2 separate regions of the Rattus norvegicus genome follow, and region 2 is linked to region 1. The links are chromatin contacts, called in public Hi-C maps. All regions are on one chromosome and are shown on one strand. Each heading gives the region's core, a stretch centred on a gene start, on an enhancer-like site or on the middle of the called end of the contact. The rest is flanking DNA. Distances are from core to core; before and after follow the strand shown.

The links. Hi-C and Micro-C count contacts between places; a contact is called where the count stands out from the background.
Region 2: a contact with region 1 is called in a Hi-C map of liver, with 3 times the contacts expected there. The contact joins the promoter of Eif1b here to the promoter of Rpsa in region 1. A contact is called at or near these places in 4 of 12 Hi-C or Micro-C datasets (the A7r5 cell line, the Rat2 cell line, Schwann cells and 1 more) and 1 of 1 datasets of contacts at active chromatin or transcription factors (oligodendrocytes).

What each region holds. Positions count from the first base shown.
Region 1 is chr8:128,726,417-128,730,921 of GRCr8, reverse strand. Rpsa (ribosomal protein SA) reads right to left here and starts at 2,043. Exons shown (of 7, transcript NM_017138.2): 1 at 2,014-2,043; 2 at 1,243-1,409; 3 at 580-698. The coding sequence starts at 1,375. Snora6l1 (small nucleolar RNA, H/ACA box 6 like 1) reads right to left here and starts at 1,078; the gene lies at 923-1,078. It overlaps Snora73bl1 (small nucleolar RNA, H/ACA box 73B like 1), which reads right to left and starts at 506; the gene lies at 304-506.
Region 2 is chr8:129,078,621-129,083,125 of GRCr8, reverse strand. It overlaps Eif1b (eukaryotic translation initiation factor 1B), which reads right to left and starts at 1,968. Exons shown (of 4, transcript NM_001106867.1): 1 at 1,763-1,968; 2 at 382-545; 3 at 13-114. The coding sequence starts at 1,793. It overlaps LOC120094297 (a long non-coding RNA gene), which reads left to right and starts at 2,349. Exons shown (of 3, transcript XR_005488563.2): 1 at 2,349-2,488; 2 at 3,708-3,881. It overlaps Trnap-agg29 (transfer RNA proline (anticodon AGG) 29), which reads right to left and starts at 3,363; the gene lies at 3,283-3,363.

The sequences.
Region 1 (4,505 bases), core at 794-3,293:
CCCACACCCACACGGAGGTCTGGTACTGGACTGAAACAAACTGAACTGTGGATGGCTGTAAGCCACCTCAGTAAGGTACAGAACTGACTAGGGGACTCTTGAATCGACTCTTTACCAACTCAGCCACCAGTGTACCAAAAACTGTCTTAACACTCCATCTCATTTTTTTTTTTACAACCGATATACTCAAGCTAGCAAAGACTCTTCTTGGCTGGCTATTTTGTGGCTGACATTGCTTTACCCTTAAAGTCAGCAACAGTTTCCTCCTAAACACACAGCACTGCCTGCCACTGAGTGACATAGGACTGTTTCCTGCATGGTTTGCCTCCTCAGTCATCGTCCACAGGACTCTGAGAAGTTGTAGGAATATGCAGGTGCGAGCACGAAGCCCAGCTTCATCTCCAACGTTGTGGAAAGGGACTGTACATCACTGGGCAATGCCTCTGCTCCCTGACGCCACTAGGACAGAGCCCGGGGAGAGTGACCTCCCGGGTTATCCACGTTGGAAACTCTTGTGTACTCACTCCCAACGTATTCTGCACATTTTTGCCCCCAAATAAAACAGCCTCTCCCACACACCTGGCCAGTGTTCCTGGAGGAGATGACGCTGACATCAGCAGGGTTCTCAATGGCAACAATAGCTCGAGCGGCTAACAACAGCTTCTCCCAAGTCCTCTTCAGGTTGATGATGTAGATACCTAGGCCAGCAAACGGGATTCTTGTGGGGGCCTTTCCAAGACAGGGTCTGTGGAACCCTGGCTGTCTGCAGAACAAGCTGATCAGAGATTTGCCTGTCTGCCTCTTGAGCACTAAGATTAAAGGCACCACCACACCTAGCCACAAGTGGATCTTTAAAGTGGGTGGCCCAGATTTGCTAACCTCATTGCTCTGTAAAGGGACACTGCAGGAAAGCAGAGTATGTGTATGTGGCAGTGACCACTACCAAACTCCAGTCATAGAGGCAAGCTCTACTGGTGTTAGCGAAAATCCTGCCGTATGTTCAATGTAGCACACTTCCGACACTCAGAAGTTCACTGGCCAAATCTGGCCTCCACCCTGAGCTTTAATAGTGTGCAGGTTCAGCCTGTCTCTTCCCTTCTGTCAATCCTCCATGACCCCTGGCCCTTCCTACAAAACTCTCTTTAATACAACTCACAAGCCAGGGCAGTATTTCTCCAAGCATTCAGCACCAGCACTACCCACTAGGACAACTTATCAGGACTATCAAGAGCAACAGCTGACCGTCACTTTTCCTTTTGTAGATGTACTGCTCCATCTGAAAGTCAAGGTTGGTGCCACCTAAGTGGGTTCCTGCAGCAAGGAATTTGAGGACATCCTCCTCCTTCATCTGCAGGACGTCAAGGCCTCCGGACATTGTGTAAGTTTCCCTTTTAAGTTACGATGGGAACCTAAAAAAGGAATGTCGTCCATTTTTCTCTTAGATTAGAACCCACAAGATTACCCTGCCTCCGGAGAGAGGGATTAAAGGTTTTTGTATGCCACATGGCTCGGTACGTCTTAGTGAAGCTGACTGTATTCTTATTCCTCCGTCGCTTGTAACTTTTCTGGCCACCTAATCACTAAGAAAAGTGGCTTAGGCAGCAAATCACAAGCATTAAAACTGGCCAGTAGGAAGTTAGCGCTTACGTTGGCACACTGGTCAAAGGGTACTTACTAAAGAAGTTTCGTCTATGCACAGAGAAGGCAGCCATATTTGGTGTGCTTCGGGTTTTGTATTTTGAAAGTGATCGAAAGTTTCCGCCCCATCTCTACGCGCCCCACGAACACTTTTCCCAGCATCTTGCCGACAGGCCTCTCGAGCCTGGCACGAGCCGCAGAAGGGCCTCGGAGTAGCGCCCGCCCCACCTCACCACGGGCCACCACGTGGCGCCGCCGCCAGTAATCAAGCAGCTCCGACACACGCAGCCTCGGGACCCTCCCCGCACATCCATGTGGCAGGAAGCTCGAGAGCAGGGCGTCGAGAGGCGCCGAGGACCCCCACATGAGACTCACCAAGAACAACGCCGTACGGACCCGTTCCAGGGTAGCGCGGAAAGGACGGGCGGCCGGAAATGACGTCCTTAAATAAGCCACAGAGAGCCAATAGCAACACACGTTAAACAGAAAGAGGGCAGAGCTTCCGTTACGGAAAGGGAGTGTGGCGCACGCGCAGATTCAGCGAGCGGGTCCGCTGCTGCGCACGCGCGGAGCGGAAGTTAAAGTGGCCGGCGCCTGCTCGGTTCCAATCGTGGTGTAAATCGTGGGGTTGGAAGCCTGAAGCTTATTTTGATGGAAGATTTCTAGAAATCAGGCCTGTGTACAGCAAGCACAGCCTGAAGGACTGCTGTGTGGTCTATGGAGGACGGTTTACCGACGGGAAATTCAGACTTTATCGCAGAGATGTTTTCTTGAAAGTATAAAGTACAGGACTGTACGCATAAAATTAGTTTTTGGTCAAAGAGAAAATGCAGTTCGTAAGTTTATTCTATCTAATGGAATACTATGCGGCCATTTAAAGATAGATAGGTCCTGTGACACAAAAGAATTGGAACGAGAGGACAACTACGAACAAAAATGACACCCTGTGTGTGAAAGAGGTCGGTCAGTGAAAACAAAGTATTTTCCCTCACGGCTGGCCTAGGGCATGGACGGTATTTTCTCCCCCATTTCTTTGACACTATCAGCACCACAGCTGAGTGAAGAACAGACTTCAAGCCTGGGCCACCTGTGTCAGAACTAATTAGAGGAGCACATACCCACCAGGCCCTCTGCTCCTTGAAGAAAGCACTGGCTCCTTCCTACATTTGGGGGACAACAAAATGGTGGTTACCCAGTAAGCTATTACAAAAGTATTGAAGGGGATGGGGAGGAATTTGAATGAGTCATTTATTTACAGTGCATTTATACTGTATTCCGTGTCTCAGGTAATCTAGAGATGATTTGGAGTCAACGGGAGAGTTGTGGTTATTAGAAAATACCAGTTTATATTAGTGACTTGAGCACCTTTGGGTTTGGCATCCATAGAAGGTTCTGGAACAAATTCCACAGATCCTGAAGGATAACCATATAGGCAGACAACAAAAATAATAAATCAAAAACCCAGAGGGCTGTGGGTTCAGTTCCGTGGTAGAGTGCTAACATCATAAGGCTCTGGGTTTGTTCAGCTCCCAGTACTTCAGAGGGATAAATGCTCTGGCCTGAGTGTGGTAATACATGCCTGCTCATTCTAATACTCTGGAGGCTGGGGCAAGAGGACCAAAGTTTGAAGCTGTAGTAATGCCCTGTCTTAAAAATAAATATAAAAAAGTAAAACTAAAAAGAACAAAGTATTGGGGTTGGGGATTTAGCTCAGTGGTAGAGCGCTTGCCTAGGAAGCACAAGGCCCTGAGTTCGGTCCCCAGCTCCGGAAAAAAAGAACCAAAAAAAAAAAAAAAAAAAAAAAGAACAAAGTATTTAACTTGCCATATCACGAATGTGCATCAAGATATTTTGACAAGGAAAGCAGAATATTCTAAAATCTATTAAGTGATGTGTTCAGGCCAGGTAGTGGTAGCATATGCCTGTAGTCCTAGCCAGCACTTGGGAGGCAGAGGCAGGAGGATCTCTCTAAGTTGGAAGCCAGCCTGGTCTACAGAGTTCCAGGACAGTCAAAGCTACAGAGAGAAACCCTGTCTTAAAGAAATAATAATAGAAAGTGAGTGGTGGGTCTGGGATTATAAGGGGTGGATGAGGATATTGGGGTGTGTGTGGAAATGTTCTAAAACTAGTTTAGGGTCATGGCTGTACTTTCAGACAGGGTCCAACAAATGGAGGATGACTGAGCTCCAGTTCTGTGTCTGGCTCCCATTTTGGGAATGACAAGCCTGCATCCCACACTGAACCAGTGTTCTGTTTGCTCTGTTGATGCAGATGAACCCAGAACCTTGCATGTATAAGCACTACACTCAGCCACACATCCACCCCAAACCACCAAACTGTGGGCTTCAAACAAGTATGCAGCCTCTTTAAATACGTAATCTAAAGGCACATTTGTTTTTCCTTTGGTTTTTGAGTCAGGGTTTCTCTGTGTAGCCCTGGCTGTCTAAAACTTGCTCTGTATTACAGGCTGGCCTTGAATTCTGAGATCTTCCTACCTCCTGCCTGCTTAGTGCTGTGATTAAAGGCGTGAGCCACCATGCTCAGCTCCAAAGCTGTTTTTTAAAATTAAGTTTTAGGAGCTGAAGAGATGGCTCAGTAGTTAAGAGCACTGACTGCTCTTACAGAGGTCCTGAGTTCAAGTCCCAGCAACCACATGGTGGCTCACGACCATCTTCTGGTGTCTCTGAAGATGGCTACAGTGTACTCACATATAATGAATGTCTTTAAGTTTTAGGGACTTACATGGCAGGTCAAAAATTAAGTCACCCCTAGAACTACTTTGCTATTCTGAGGGAGACATACTATTTAGGTTTGCTAATTAGAACTTTTATATAGAGAGAGATAAATACAGGGTTTGATCGTGTAGC
Region 2 (4,505 bases), core at 719-3,218, 350 kb before region 1:
CCAGCCACTCACCTCCAAAAGAAACTGGCAAATGTTCTTCCTTTGGTCGCCTTGAAGCTGAATGACCTCTCCGTACTCAGGGTGTTCAATCACAGTCCCATTACAGGCGAATTTCTACAACACAGGGAGTCAGATGCAGAGGTTTTACTTTTGACAGAACAAATGGAGCCATGCATGACCTGACTGCATTAAGGAGCAGTGTCCTCCAGAACTAAGCGACTCTGTAAATGAATCTGGAGGCCATGCAAAGGAAATTATATTAGGGGAACATCAACAACTGCTGGGCTCATATTTCTGGGAGCAGGGTAACCCTTACTGAGATGGAGAACAAAACAGTTTTCCCGGCCTCAGCTCTGGCATGCACCCACTCCTCACGATCACCTTTTTGAAAGCTTTCACAAGTTTCTTTTTGTCATAATCGTCCGCAATGCCCTGCACAGTGGTCAGCGTCTTCCTGCCGTTCCGCTGCTGGATTCTTATATGAATGTAGTCCTCAGTCCCTGCCGGGAGTAAGTCGTCGCCCTTAGTTGCATCAGCAAAGGGGTCTGTAGAGGGACAGAAAGGTTCCACGGCAGAAAACAAATTACAAAGTGGTATGTGGAAGCCGTCCACTCCAGTTCCAGACAGACTGCAGCCATGCCTCTAGTGTTCCTGCTCCATTTCTGCAGGTAAGGGTGGGGCTCACCGATACTAAGTTTCTCAAATGAGAAAAACCTAGGCAGGCTACATGTGCGGATACTTGAGCTTAAAAGTAGAGAACACTGTTGTTGAAGCCACCCTCTAATGAGACAGAAGACATTTACGAAACCCTAATTTCATATAGCCTTCATATAGCCGCCACGAGAACATGCGTCATCTCGACTACAAAAACATCCAAAACCACCCAACCCAATCAGTTAGCATAGTAACCGAGCCTTATAAATACACACAAACATGAACATACAATCTCAAGAGGTGTGATTTACAAATGACTGCCAGCAGAGACAACAGGACCACTTCCAAGTCAAATCAGAGGCCTCTATCTTACCTGTTTCTAATAGATGCCTCTGAGGACTGCTCAAAACCAGCTGGGTCCAGCCCCACCCCCAGCTTCTGCCAGTGGCAGGTCCTTCAGGCACCCCCCCCCCCCTTTCCTGGCCGACTGAATCCCGGATCTCCTAAGCCCTGAGCTTCCTTACTCGCCCAGCAAGGACTGAGCAAACATCCCCCGCACCCCAACACACACACTCGTGAGTCCTCGGAGAGTCACGGGTCTCGCAGTCGCCCTAAAGCTGTCAGGCTCTCCAGCTCCTGGGCCCCACCCCTCCAGTCTCCCTGCAAAGCCCTGGCTAGCCCCAAGGCGACAGAAGAATATCAGAGACTCTCAGCGTCCTGTCAGTGTCAAGTTCCCCGCAAGCCTAGTCTTTGCAGCCCTGGCAAGTGCTGTAGCCCCCTTGTAGGTCTCTGAAGGCTCCGGCCTTTCTATGTCAAGTCCTCCCAGCCTGTGGCTACTCTCCCTGCAGCCTTGGTATATCCCCCAACCCTCCTGTGAGTCCCGGAGACCCCCTGCCCTCCTGCCAGTGTCAAGTTCCCCAAGCGCCGGCCGGGCCCTCGCATCATATGGGGTTGCAGGCCCGCTTAGGGCCGTATCCGAGGCCAGGGGAGAGACGTCCCCGGGGCTAGGGTCGCGGGGAGACCCCGTCGCCATCTTCTGGGCGCCGAGACAAAGCCCAGAGGGACGCGGGCGGCGGCCGGCGGCCGGCGGCCAGCGACTGGACCTTACCGAAAGATTGGAGGTTCTGGATAGTGGACATGCGACACTAGTGTGAGGCCGGTGAGGGGATAAAATTCCTGCGGGGCCCGCCCGGATCACCGTGTCAGGAGGCTGCAGCGGCGAGAAACGGAAATCAATGAAGCGGCGGAAGCCCGGGGCGCAGGAAGACTCGGAGGCGGCGATAGGGCGCGAGCAGGAAGGCGGCGCTGCGGCTTCTCGCACAAAATGGCCGGCGCCGCGTATTTAGCTACGCGCGCCGCCGCCACGTGACCACACGTTCCGCGCGTCCGCCCCGGATCGCTGAGCTGGGGGGCGAGGAGCGGACGGGAGCCCCCCCTGCGGACAGTCGCGGTCCGTCCCGCCCGAGGCGCCGGGTGGAGGCACTTCCGGGTGCAACGGCGAGAAACGCGCCGCGGGGCCTGAACTTGGGGCTCGCGGGGCCCGTGCCTCTGCGCCTCTGTCTCTCTTCCCAGCCCCCTTGGGTTCCCGAGACCCCTGAGTTTTTTTTGCAGAACCTTTGTGGGTGCCACCTGGGAATCTGCCCTTCCAACAAGCCCCAGGATTCGGATGCTGCAGTCTCTACTAAGCTTCACCTGTTTGTCTCAGGTGTTACGACCTGGCCATTAGCAGAGTCAGGAGTGAGTGGAGTGAATGCACTACCAATCCCGCCTGAGCTCTCCTCTCCCGAACCTAAGTCGGAGGCAGGTTCTGAGCGGGATAGGTGCCTGGTACTAGGTGAGTGTGAGTGAGCAGATAAAGTAACTGTAAAGAGGAACCATGCGGGGCTGGGGATTTAGCTCAATGGTAGAGCGCTTACCTAGGAAGAGCAAGGCCCTGGGTTCGGTCCCCAGCTCCAAAAAAAAAAAAAAAAAAAAAAAAAAAAAAAAAAAAAAAGAGGAACCATGCACAACCATCAGTGGACAGTGGGGAACCGCCTTACTTATGCACGCCTATGCAGGTGATTGGCTTTCTAGACCAAAGTAGTAGACTAAAATATAGGAATTCTTAATCTTTTTGTGAGCCAAGCCTGTCAACCTCGTGTTGAAATGATTTTGGAGGCCTGATGCAAGACATTAGAAACTATAGATGGATAATATAATATGTGCCCGTTTAGCAATCCATTCAATAAGATGTATCAGTAGGTCCAATCATTACTACAATTTCCTTTTTTAAAAGGTTTTATTTTTTTTGTGGTTGAGTGTATGTACCACAGAGGCCAGAAGAGGGTGTCATATCCCCTGGAACTGGAATTACAGATAGTTATGAATCACTATGGGAACAGAACCCAGGTCTTGTGCAAGAGCAGCAACTCCTGGGAAGTCTCTTGAGTTCCATTGCTGTAATTTTAAAAAGGCAAGAAGTATCTGAAGTGTAGTGTGAATGTTTCGGAGACTTCTATTGTACAAAACGGCCACTTCTAATATGTCTATGAACGGTTGCCTGTTGCTTAAAGGGTTGTAAAAAGTACTCTTGTATGCCCCTACACCCACCAGTCAAGTTTTTTTTTTTTTTTTTTTTTTGGTTCTTTTTTTTGGAGCTGGGGATCGAACCCAGGGCCTTGTGCTTCCTAGGCAAGCGCTCTACCACTGAGCTAAATCCCCAACCCCAGACCAGTCAAGTTTTAGGAGCATTACTGACTCAGTTTTTTTCTTATACCATGGTGTGAAAAATTCTAGATTATGAATACTTGAATTCATAATCTTGAGTATCTTCTACATTCATGTGGGTTCTGGGGCTGGAATTAAAGTTGTCAGGTCTGTTCAGCAAACCTGAGCCACCTCACCAGCCCTGGAGTAATTTTAATAGTTATATACATCTTCTTTCCTGATATATTAACACTAATTTCTAAGTAACTTATAGTCTACAAAAGTAGTCACAAGAAGCACAGAATACACAAAACATACCATATAAATTGCTACTCTATTACATGGTTCATTCTCCCTTTTCTTACTAGATATATGTTACCAGTGTGTATCACATGGTTTCTCAGATGGAGCCCAGAGTGAGTGAGACAAAGAAGAAAAGTTAACACAGAAAAGCTTTGGAATTCCTCTGAGATCTGGAGCTGGAGAGATGGCACAGTCTTGCTGTTCTTTCCGAGGACTACAGCAGGCTCCAGCACCCAGGAGTAGGTAGCTCTCAACTGCCTACAACTCCAGCTCCAGGGCGTCAGATACCCTTTTATGGACTCTGTGGGAACCTGCACTCATGTATACATCAAGCACATTGTGGCACACACACACACACACACACACACACACACACACACACTGAAACCTTCAAGGTCTCACTGTCATTAAATCTGTTAGAACGTATCCCTCCATTTGGAAGTAAGGTTTGCATCAGCAGTATCTGAGAAAGCGACAAAAGCTTTAGCCAAGCAAATACAAAAGCAAGCTAAAGGCTCTTCTGACTCTGCCTTCATGGGCTTTGTGTTTAAGCCTCTGGTGTACAGTTGCAGACCTACTGCTCATGTGCAGCACAGAGCTCTTGCAGTATGGCTGGTCTAAATTGAAATGCAAGGTAAATATAAAATATGCATGGACTTCTAAAGATTTCAGTCCACCTGTTCACTTTTACTTAAAAAAAATGTAGCTGCTAGAAAATTTCACATGACATATAGCTTATATCCGATTTCTATGAGACAACGTTAGAGATTGAGAGAAACTCAATTTTTTATAAAAAGAGTAAACTGAAGTGTTTAAAATGGAGTGTGTCTGGCTTTAAGTGGTAACAGCATGGGTTAAGGTGG